3 separate regions of the Mus musculus genome follow, and regions 2 and 3 are each linked to region 1. A link is a contact called in public HiChIP or PLAC-seq and promoter capture Hi-C data. All regions are on one chromosome and are shown on one strand. Each heading gives the region's core, a stretch centred on a gene start, on an enhancer-like site or on the middle of the called end of the contact. The rest is flanking DNA. Distances are from core to core; before and after follow the strand shown.

What was found. Promoter capture Hi-C pulls out the DNA fragments that hold promoters and counts their contacts. HiChIP or PLAC-seq counts read pairs in DNA pulled down with a chosen protein or histone mark.
Region 2: a FOXA1 HiChIP or PLAC-seq map of pancreatic cancer cells shows a contact between it and region 1. The contact joins the promoter of Cacnb1 here to the promoter of Wipf2 in region 1. A contact is called at or near these places in 2 of 115 datasets of contacts at active chromatin or transcription factors (large pre-B cells and pancreatic cancer cells).
Region 3: a contact with region 1 is called in a promoter capture Hi-C map of embryonic stem cells, with 2.9 times the contacts expected there. The contact joins the promoter of Neurod2 here to the promoter of Wipf2 in region 1. A contact is called at or near these places in 5 of 39 promoter capture datasets (embryonic stem cells, hippocampal neurons, liver and 1 more), 1 of 484 Hi-C or Micro-C datasets (embryonic stem cells) and 2 of 115 datasets of contacts at active chromatin or transcription factors (large pre-B cells and pancreatic cancer cells).

Annotation. Positions count from the first base shown.
Region 1 is chr11:98,862,197-98,865,277 of GRCm38.p6, forward strand. It overlaps Wipf2 (WAS/WASL interacting protein family, member 2), which reads left to right and starts at 1,402. Exons shown (of 8, transcript NM_197940.2): 1 at 1,402-1,706.
Region 2 is chr11:98,021,183-98,024,263 of GRCm38.p6, forward strand. It overlaps Cacnb1 (calcium channel, voltage-dependent, beta 1 subunit), which reads right to left and starts at 1,445. Exons shown (of 14, transcript NM_001282977.1): 1 at 1,160-1,445. The coding sequence starts at 1,243. It also overlaps a transcript of Rpl19 not described here.
Region 3 is chr11:98,328,046-98,331,126 of GRCm38.p6, forward strand. Neurod2 (neurogenic differentiation 2) reads right to left here and starts at 1,600. Exons shown (of 2, transcript NM_010895.3): 1 at 1,389-1,600; 2 at 1-296. The coding sequence starts at 291.

The sequences.
Region 1 (3,081 bases), core at 152-2,651:
AGCCACCATGTGGTTGCTGGGGATTGAACTCAGGACCTCTGGAAGAGCAATCCGTGTTCTTAACCACTGAGCCATCTCTCCAGCCCCCTTCTTCTTCTTGTTTTGTTTGTTTTGGTGTTCTGAGGCAGAATTTCTCTGTGCAGTCCTGGCTGTCCTGGAACTTGCTCTGTAGACCAGGGTGGCCCCCAGCTAAGAGATCTGCCTGCCTCTGCCTCCTCTGAGCTACAGAGCCCAGCAAAATTCTACTCATCTTGCAGGGGCTAGTTCAAACCATTTACAAATCTCTTCTCATTCTTCAGCAGGAATTCATCACTCCTGTGACATCCCGGCACATGTCACAACTCTAATCGCACACTGACTTGGACGTCAGCTGTCTGTTTACATGCCAGCCCGCATGAGCACCATACACCAGCATGGTGAGCTCCCGGAGGGCAGAAGCTGTCTGCTTGAGTCACATCTGGAACCATCCCCAGGTACAGAGCTCAATGAATGGCCCAAAGCAAATGTTCAATGTGACATTTAGCACTAGTGGGTGGGGCAGAACAGAGGGAAAACAAAAATAATAACAGGCTATGGCTTATCACATGCTTTCCCATTCATTCATTACCTGATGAGCCTTCAAGCACTGTGAGAAAGGACAAACACTATGAGGTAGCTGAGACCCACGAACACACAGTTAGTGAGTGGGGATTAAGTGCTAGCTGATATTGGCCTTTTACTTGAGGTTCAGCCCTGGTCACTGGGTTGACTGGATGGAGAAGCAGTGAGACATAGGGTAGCAATGGGGTTGCTTGGTGTGGTGGCGAGCTTTGTGTATGAAGATGAGATCCTTAGTCATCGGCAACAGAGTTAAGCAATGGAAACCAGCAAGCGACAAGGACTCCCCTCTCTCATCCAAGCACCTATAGAGGAGTTCACAACACCATGCCTCAGCCTACCGAGCTGGGGATCACTAGTTAAGTGGTTACAACGACCTAACCAATGACCTGCTAGAAGAAGCTCGCCTCTCTGTTGCTATGACAACCAGAGCTTGTCTGTTGGGCCTCTTCAAGGGTACTCTAGACCATATTAGGGCTTATGGTGTGTGTGTGTGCGCGCAAAAAAATAAACACGAAAGAAAACATACTTGAGATACATCAGTTAGCTCACTGGTTCTCTACCTGCGCAATTTTAAAGGTCGAGACGCTCAGGCCGCATCCAACCAATTAAATAAGCATCTCATGGACCGAATCCTGGCATCACTCGTTACTGAAAGCCTCGCAGGCGGCCCCAGTTGCAGTCCCAAGATGCAAACGGGACTTCCAACTGCGGACTCGCGACCTTCTCAAGATGGTGGCGCTCCGCCCCCACGTGCGCCGGTAGAGGGCAGGCTTCCCTGAGCGCATGCGTCCCGCGGCCCTCGGCCCTCGGCTCCCTCCTCCTTTTCCCCCGCCTCCATTTTGTTCGCGGACGCTGGGGACGGTGGGAGCGGATCCATTTCCGGGTTGGTAAAAGGGGCGGCGGCGAGAGAGAGAGAGAGAGAGAGAGAGAGAGAGAGAGAGAGAGAGAGAGAGAGAGAGAGAGAGAGAGAGCGAGAGAGAGCGAGAGAGCTTGCCGCGGGGCGAACGAGCAGGACTAAACCAGGACTGAGGTGACGGAGGATTCGCTCCCGGAGCAGCCCCCCGCCGAGTGGGAAAGACGCCGGGGCGGCTGAGCCCGCCGCTGAGGTGACCTGCGGACCTGAGTGGGAGGGAGAGCCGGGAAGGGGGGACTGTGGTGGGGGGGGGGAGGGACACCGGAGGAGGGGCCTGATGCGGAGAGGGGGTCCTGGGGGCGGGGCCTGGAGACCCTGGAGAGGGGGCGTGGGCCATCCGAGTGGAGGGCGGCGGGGACCGACTGAGCAAATGGGCAGGAGGGAGGTTTTTTGAGAGACAGGAAATTAGAGATCCTGAAGGGTTGGGTGAGGTGAGTAAGACTGGCAACTCTGGGTGAGGTAGGAGGGGAGCCGTGCGCGGAGGGGGAGATGGGGAAGGGAGGACCTGTTGGGGAAAGGTAATTATTGGCAGGATGCTCTCGAGTTTAGGAGGATCGGTGTGACGTTTCGGGATTGATCGGGGTGAGGAGGAGGATTGAGAGCGAACGTGTTTACACTGGGGGAGATGTTGAGAGTGTGGGATGAGAGGGAGTCGGAGTGATGTTCTGAGATGCTCTTGGAAGCACCTGCAGTTGAAGGATCCCTGTTGGAGCGGCGTGAAATTGAGGGAAGATGAAAATCTGAAGGCGCTCGCTAGACGTAGGCTGTGTGTGCGGTCGAGTTACTGATTAGGAAGGCATATTCTGGAAGGATAATATTGAAACGAGGAGCTGGAGGAAGCTGGTGTGCACTGGAATCTACCTCTGTCCCCGCTTCTGCTGGCCTTTAAATCCTGATCCACCTGCTACATCTGATCCCTGAAATTCTTCTTTCTTTTTCTCTTTCTCTTTCTTTTCTTTTCTTTCTTTCTTTCTTTTTTTTTTTTGAGACACTTTGTCTGTGTAACCCTCACTGTCCTGGAACTCAGAGTCTGTAGACCAGATTGGCCCGGAACTCACAGTGATCCGCTGGCCTCTACCTCAGAGGGAGGCGTGGGCCACTATGACTGCCCAGCCCCGTAAACTATATTTGTTTGTTTGTTGTTTTGTTTCTTTCAAGACAGGGTTTCTCTCTGAAACAGCCCTGGCTGTTCTAGTGCTCACTATGTAGACTAGGCTGGTCTTGAACTCGCAGAGATCTACTTGCCTCTGCCTCCTGAGTGCTGGGATTAAAGGTGTGTGCCACTACCACCCAGCTATCTTAATATATTTTTTAAAAGATTTATTTATTTTATTGTATGAATACATTGTTGATGTCTTCGGACACACCAGAAGAGGGCATCAGACTTCATTACAGTTGGTTGTGAGCCACCATGTGGTTGCTGGGAATTGAACTCAGGACCTTCAGAAGAGCTGACAGTGCTCTTAACTGCTGATCCTAGTATCTTAATTAAAAAAAAAAAAAAAAAAAAAAGGAGTGGGGCTTGGTGGTGCATGCCTTTAATCCCAGTACTCGGGAGGCAGAGGCAG
Region 2 (3,081 bases), core at 195-2,694, 840 kb before region 1:
AGCATACAGCTAAACTAGTTTTGAGGCTCTCTACAGACCTAAGAGCATTCTACAGTGAACCTCAAGACTCTTTCACAGCACTACCTCACCCCAGCTGGGCAAAGGGAGTGGCCTTCAGAGGGACAGGGGACAGCTGAAAGGAAGGCATCAGTCAGCTGCCTCCCAGACTCCAAGGGGCCTGGGGTGGAGAGACGAAGTATTTTTAGGTCTGACCTGACCCCCCCCCCCATACACACCCATCAACCACATCATGTTGCTTACAGTTGCTCCAGGCTGGCCACAGCAATGCAAGTGTTAATGCTATCCTTGGAGAAGGACAAGTCCTAGAGAAATCCCCTGGCATGGCCACCACATGCCCTGCTGGTCATTCTAGGGGGACCTTGTATGCCCAAGAACGCCCCTACCTAGGAATAACCCAGGCACATAGGAAAAGTGAACGTGCTAGAGGGCAGCGCCCCTCCCCCAGGTAAAACAGCGACCTCCACTCCAAGACAGTGAGTTGGCACCCATCCAACTTTCCAAACTTTGGCGGCTCCCACCCCTTGGGGCAGGGGGTGGGGTAAGCTAATGTGGGTGTTGGGAGTAGGGAAACATCCAAGACAGGGATGGAGACCAGGTGACTAGGGGAGGGCCTCCCTGAGCTGATCTCTTCTCCACCTTCGAAAGCCAATGTCTGAGCCTTCGAAGGCCTGTTGGCAACGCCCTCTGACCATCGTCTAGGCCTTTTCCCAGTATTACCCCCGCCCCACCCACACCCACTAGCGCCCCTAAACGTGCTCTGCGTCGCCCCCCTCGCCCGATTCGCTCTCCAGCCTCCCTCCAACTCCGCTTCTCAAGGCCTGGATTCCCCCCAACCCCCATCAGCATCCCCGCTGTCAGCCTGCTGGAGCCAGTACCCCAGCAGCAGGAACCTGGACGCGGGGGAGACCTGGAGGCGAGGTTGACAGGCATTCCAACCGCCTCCTCTCCGCTCCGCAGCACCGCAACCCGACTCGGACCAATAGTCCATCGATCATTAACCCTCGAGAATGGAGGGTCGCGCAGACACCCCTCTCCCATCCACGCGGGGCATATAACCCTTTCCTTCCCGGGGCTTTCCAAGCCGACCCCAAGATCCGTAGGAGCGGCCCTTTCCCTCGAGCTTGCCACCTCGCCTTACCTGTGGGCTGGGGTCGAAGACCTCCATAGGGATCTCTTGGGAAGGTGGGTAAGGGCCCCGGGACATGCCGCTCTTCTGGACCATGGAGAGGATCCTCCGGTCCGGCCGCCCTCCCAGCCCAGCCGGGCGCTCTCAGCGCATGGGAGAGGCCGTCCGAGCCCAGAGCAGCGCGGCGTCGCGCAGCCAGCACCGGGTGCAGTCTCCCAGCTGGACCTCCGGCTGCACGCTCGCCGCCTTGCTTGCCCTCCCGGCTCGCGCTGTGCTCTCTGCGGCCGCTGCCGCCGTCGCCGCCGCCGCCGCCTCCGCCCCTGAAGGTTCAGCATCTCCCCCCGCCCCTCCCTCGCTCCCGCCCCGCGCCGCGGCCCCGCCCCTCGAGCCCCTCAACCGGCTGCGCGCAGACAATGGCCGAGTGGCGTAGCCCCGCTGGCCTCCAGAACGTGGAGGGGCTCGATCGCTGTCCTCCGATTAGACTGGGATGAGGGCGGCCTGCAGGGGACTAAGGGGAAACCGGCCTTGAGGCTGGGATGGAGGTGGGGGGCGTTTACCAGTGTGTGCCAAGCGTTGATGGGGGGGTGGGGAGGTGGTGAAACGCCGCTCGGTATGACTGGTACCGCCTCCCTTTCTGTCCCAAACTACTCTCTCAGCTGGTCTCCCTGAGCGACTCTAGCTTGGGCCACCGGAACTTCCCGGTCCCTGTGATCCTGGGACCTGCCTTTAACTCCTTTCTCCCCAGTGTCAGGCCCAGGCCGCCATGAAACTAGCTGAGTAGACCTCCCTCTCCAACCGGGCTCTAGGTCTACTGGCCCCAGCCGGGCCTGGATGATGGGGTGAGTGTCCAAAGAAGGCCACCAGGGACATTAGGATTGCTATCCAGGGACCCAGGAATGCTTCGACCTCATCAGTTACTGAGGTCTCATAGGCTCTTCCAAAAGGCCAGGAGTCAGGCTTGGCAAGTCCCTGTTGCTTCTAAGAGAAGGGGAAGAGGAGGAAGTATAAACGGGGGGAGGAGCTATTCAAAATTATACACCATGACTGTTGACCTAGGGTTGTCTCTCTCCTTTATCCTTGACTGAGGAACAAATGTCCCAGAACTGTGGCTCCGGCTCAGCTGGTTATTGGATCCTAAAAGGGTCGACCTCCACCAAGCAGTGGTGGAGCACACATTTAATCCCAACACTATGGAGACAGAGGCAGGTCAGCCTCATTTACATAGTGACCCTCAGGACAACCTGGGCTACATAGAGAAGCCCCGTCTCAAATAAACAAACAAGCATTCTTTGTTTCCTACAGTGTTGCTAATACTATGGTATCTTTGCCCACTGAAATTCTTGGCAAGATGAGAGAACAGTAAGAGGCCCAGAAGCTGGGTCTGATGGTGTACAGCCATGTTGGGGGCTTGAGGCCAGCCTAGATCACATCATGAGTTTGAGGCCAGCCTTAGCTACATAGAGAGACCCTGTCACAAAACATGAATGAACAAGGAGGCTGGAGAAATGGCTCAGTGGTTAAGAGCACTAGCTATTTGCTCTTCCAGAGGTCCTGAGTTCAATTCCCAGCAACCACATGTTGGCTCACAACCGTTTGTAATGGCTTCTGATACCCTCTTCTGATGTGTCTGAAGACATCTACAGTAACTCATATAAATAAAATAAACCTTAAAAAAAAACATGAATGAACAAACAAAAAAAGTCCCACAACAAAAAAATGATGGCTGGGCTTCTGGGGGTGCTTAATGAGCAGCATGGGAGCCATCTGTGGCAAGAGGACCAGTTCTTCCTCCTCCATCCAGCTCAGAGAGCAGAGAGATAAGAAGATGAAGCCGGAGCCAGTCATGGTGGCGCACGCCTTTAATCCCAGCACTCGGGAGGCAGAGGCAGGCAGATTTCTGAGTTCCAGGCTAGCCTGGTCTACAAAGTGAGTTC
Region 3 (3,081 bases), core at 350-2,849, 530 kb before region 1:
CGCCTCGTCCAGTCCTTCCTCCTCCTCCTCTTCCTCCTCCTCCTCGCCGCCCAGCTCTCCTTCCTCCTTGACCTCAGCCAACGTGGGTTCAGGGATCTCTTCTCCTCCACGAAGAGACACTGGCTTGGCGGCCCGGGCGGGTCCTGGAGCCCCCGACCCGGGAGCAGGAGGAGGCTGCGGCGGCGCGTCGCCCTTGTCGCTCCTCGGCTCGTCGTCGTCGCCGTCGCCCCAGCTGGCGAACTTGGGCACGTCCGAGAGGAGGCCGGGCTCGCTGAACAGGCGGGTCAGCATGGTGCCTGAGGGCGCCCCGGGGGCGGGGAGACAGACAGCACAGAGTGAGGGGCGCGCCGGGGTCACCACGACCCCCCAACCCGCCTCCACCCCCCAAGTCTCCGTGAGCGCCCCAGCTCAGGGGCCCCCGATGCCCACTACGTCCTGCTGCCCCGCCCAGAGCCGGCCCAGCCCTGCCCGGCTGCCAGTGGGGGACCGCGGCCCAGGCCCTTGCCCGAGATCCGGGCTCCTGCTCCGCCCCTGGCCCGGAAGGAAGCTGCTCTCGGCCGGTGTCGGGGTCCCAGAGAGCTTGACCAGGTGGGGGGTTAAGGGACCAGGTCCATCTTCCCGGGGAGGCGGTGCTCTCGCCCGAAAGCCAGCTCTCTCCCGGTGACGGAGAGAAGCTGGGCGGCCGCCGTGGGGACGCTGCCCCGGTTCCTCCTCTCCACGGTCCGGCCCCTCGGCCTGGCTCCCCAAGCCCTCCGGTGCCTCTCACCCCCAAGCTCCCTAATCCAATTTGCAAGTTGGCCGCGCGCCGCCCCCGGCCGGGCCCCCACCCCCGCAGCCCCAATTCTAGACACCGGAGCACCGTCTCCTCTCTAGCTGCTGCTTACGGGTCTCCCGGAGCGGGCTCCGGGTGCGGGGACTGAAGAAGCCGGGCGTGGGGAGGAGACCCAAAAGCGAACCCTGTTCGTCTCCCTTGCGGTCAGGGACCCTCTTCCCCTCTTCAAACTCCCTCCCTCCCACACGTCTCTACAGATCTCGTTGTATTTTGAGATCCTTGGGGAAAAATCCAAATTTATTTGTTTGCTTATCTTTTTTGGTGGTGGGAAAAGGTCACAGGTTCCTTCGGGACAGTCATGGGGGGGGTCCCATCTTCGCTTCTTCGAGTGCCTCATGACCCTTCCCCCTCAGCCCATCCTAGGCATACCATCTCCTTCCGCAGCCCCTTAAGCTGCGGCCCCAATGGGAGAGAGAACACGGGGCGCCCCCGCTGCCCATCCCGTAAGGGGGTAGGGTCCCAGGAATAGGAGAACTGGGGGGGACTTCCATGTCCGAAGCAGCGCCCCCCCACCACTAATAGCAGGTCAGATCTAGCTCCCTCTCGGACAACTTACCTCAGAGAGGAGTCAAGGGGAGAGGGGAGGGGAGGGGGGAGGGGGCAAGAGAGAGAGGGGGGAGAAGAGGAATCTTCTCGCTTATTTCATTGTTCCCCCATCTTCAGGGAGCGGGGGCAGCGGTTCCTCAAGGCGGCGGGCGCCGGCGTCTTCAGAGCGCCATGCGAGCCGCGGAGCGAGTGTGGCATCTCTACCAGGCGGGGTACCAGCCTCTATGCCAGGCCATATGGGCTTGGCACGTCACGGGCAGCAGCTATCACATGAGAGACGGTGATTGGCATGCGTCTGCATTGGGGGAGAGCCGGCTCCCCCGGGACCCGCCGCCATCTGTCACTCTCTACTCCAAAAAAAAAAAAAAAAATTAAATAAATAAAGGAAATAAATAAATATCTCTGCCGCCCTCCCCTCCCCGCCCAACGCAGGAAAAGCAGAGATTGAGAGGGAGGTGGGAGGATTTGCCCCCCTCAGATATAGAACCCCCCACATGGGAACAATGGGGTGGCAAGTCTGGGAATTGGCGGTTTGTGGTTGCCAGGCCAATTCAGGGCTCTCTCCAGGGTCTTGATCTGTCCATTTCCCTGTCTCCAGGTCCCTAAGGTGGGTCAGGACCAGACCCTGGGGTGTGGAGAAGGGACCTCGGTGCTTACTGCCGCTCCCCAAGAGAATCCCCTCCACCACAAAGGGACAGCTGAGGCTCCTTCCAGGGTGGGTGTGGGGGGCATCCCTGGCCCAAGCCCCATAGGTAGATGCTGGCACCATGCCATTCCTCATCCCTGTCTGCCCCTCCCCCACCCACCCTCACGCACACACAACATATGTGGCTGAACAAAATTCAAACCAAGGGAAAGACAGAGAAAGGGAAAGATTTGCCTCCCTGGGTGTCTGTGCCTCTGCATGGGCGTGTTGTGCGTGCGCACGCGAGTGCTCATGTGTGTGTGTGTGTGTGTGTGTGTGTGTGTGTCTGTGGGGACATGTGTGTCTATCTGTGTAGTCATCACACAGGAGATCTTTCCTTGGGTGTCAAGGGCAAATGTATGGTGGGGTGGGGTGGGGAGGGATTTGGAGATGAGCTATGTGTCCCTATCTGGGTTAAGGTGGGCACAGATCTGGATTCCTAACCCAGAAGCCCTCTTCCTCCTCTTCCTCCTCCTTCTTGAGTCACTGAGGCCTTACCACCCCTGATCCTTGCCAGGTAGGCCATCCACCAATGCCTCTCTTTTGGCCTTCTGATTTGGTTAGCTGAAGGAAAGGGTATGACTGGTTGCAGGCCGCTTAGAGTTTTTAGACAGGACCCAGCACTCTTCCTCTCTGCAGAAAATACAAAAGCCACAGAGGCTGACCCCATCAGTCACAGGAGAGGCCAGAGAGGAGAAGACCAGACAGGTGTCTTGCTGAGGGAGGTAGGAAATGGATGCTTTATTTTACAGTTCCCCTTGCAAGGTTCCTATCCTGCCAGACACAGATGCAAATGGTACAGGTTAAAGGGAGGAGCTTCCGACACACCCACCTTCCCACCAGTTCCTCACTCTGTGGTGGAGAAAATGGAAACACACCCCTGTTCAGAGTTAACCTGTGTGAGAGACAAGTACTTGCAGTCAGGGGTAGAGACCCTTGACCACACTGGACTCAGGCAGGTGCTGTCTTCAGGCCCAAATTTCTTGTCTCTCCCTTGACCTACCTGTGCACACCCAAC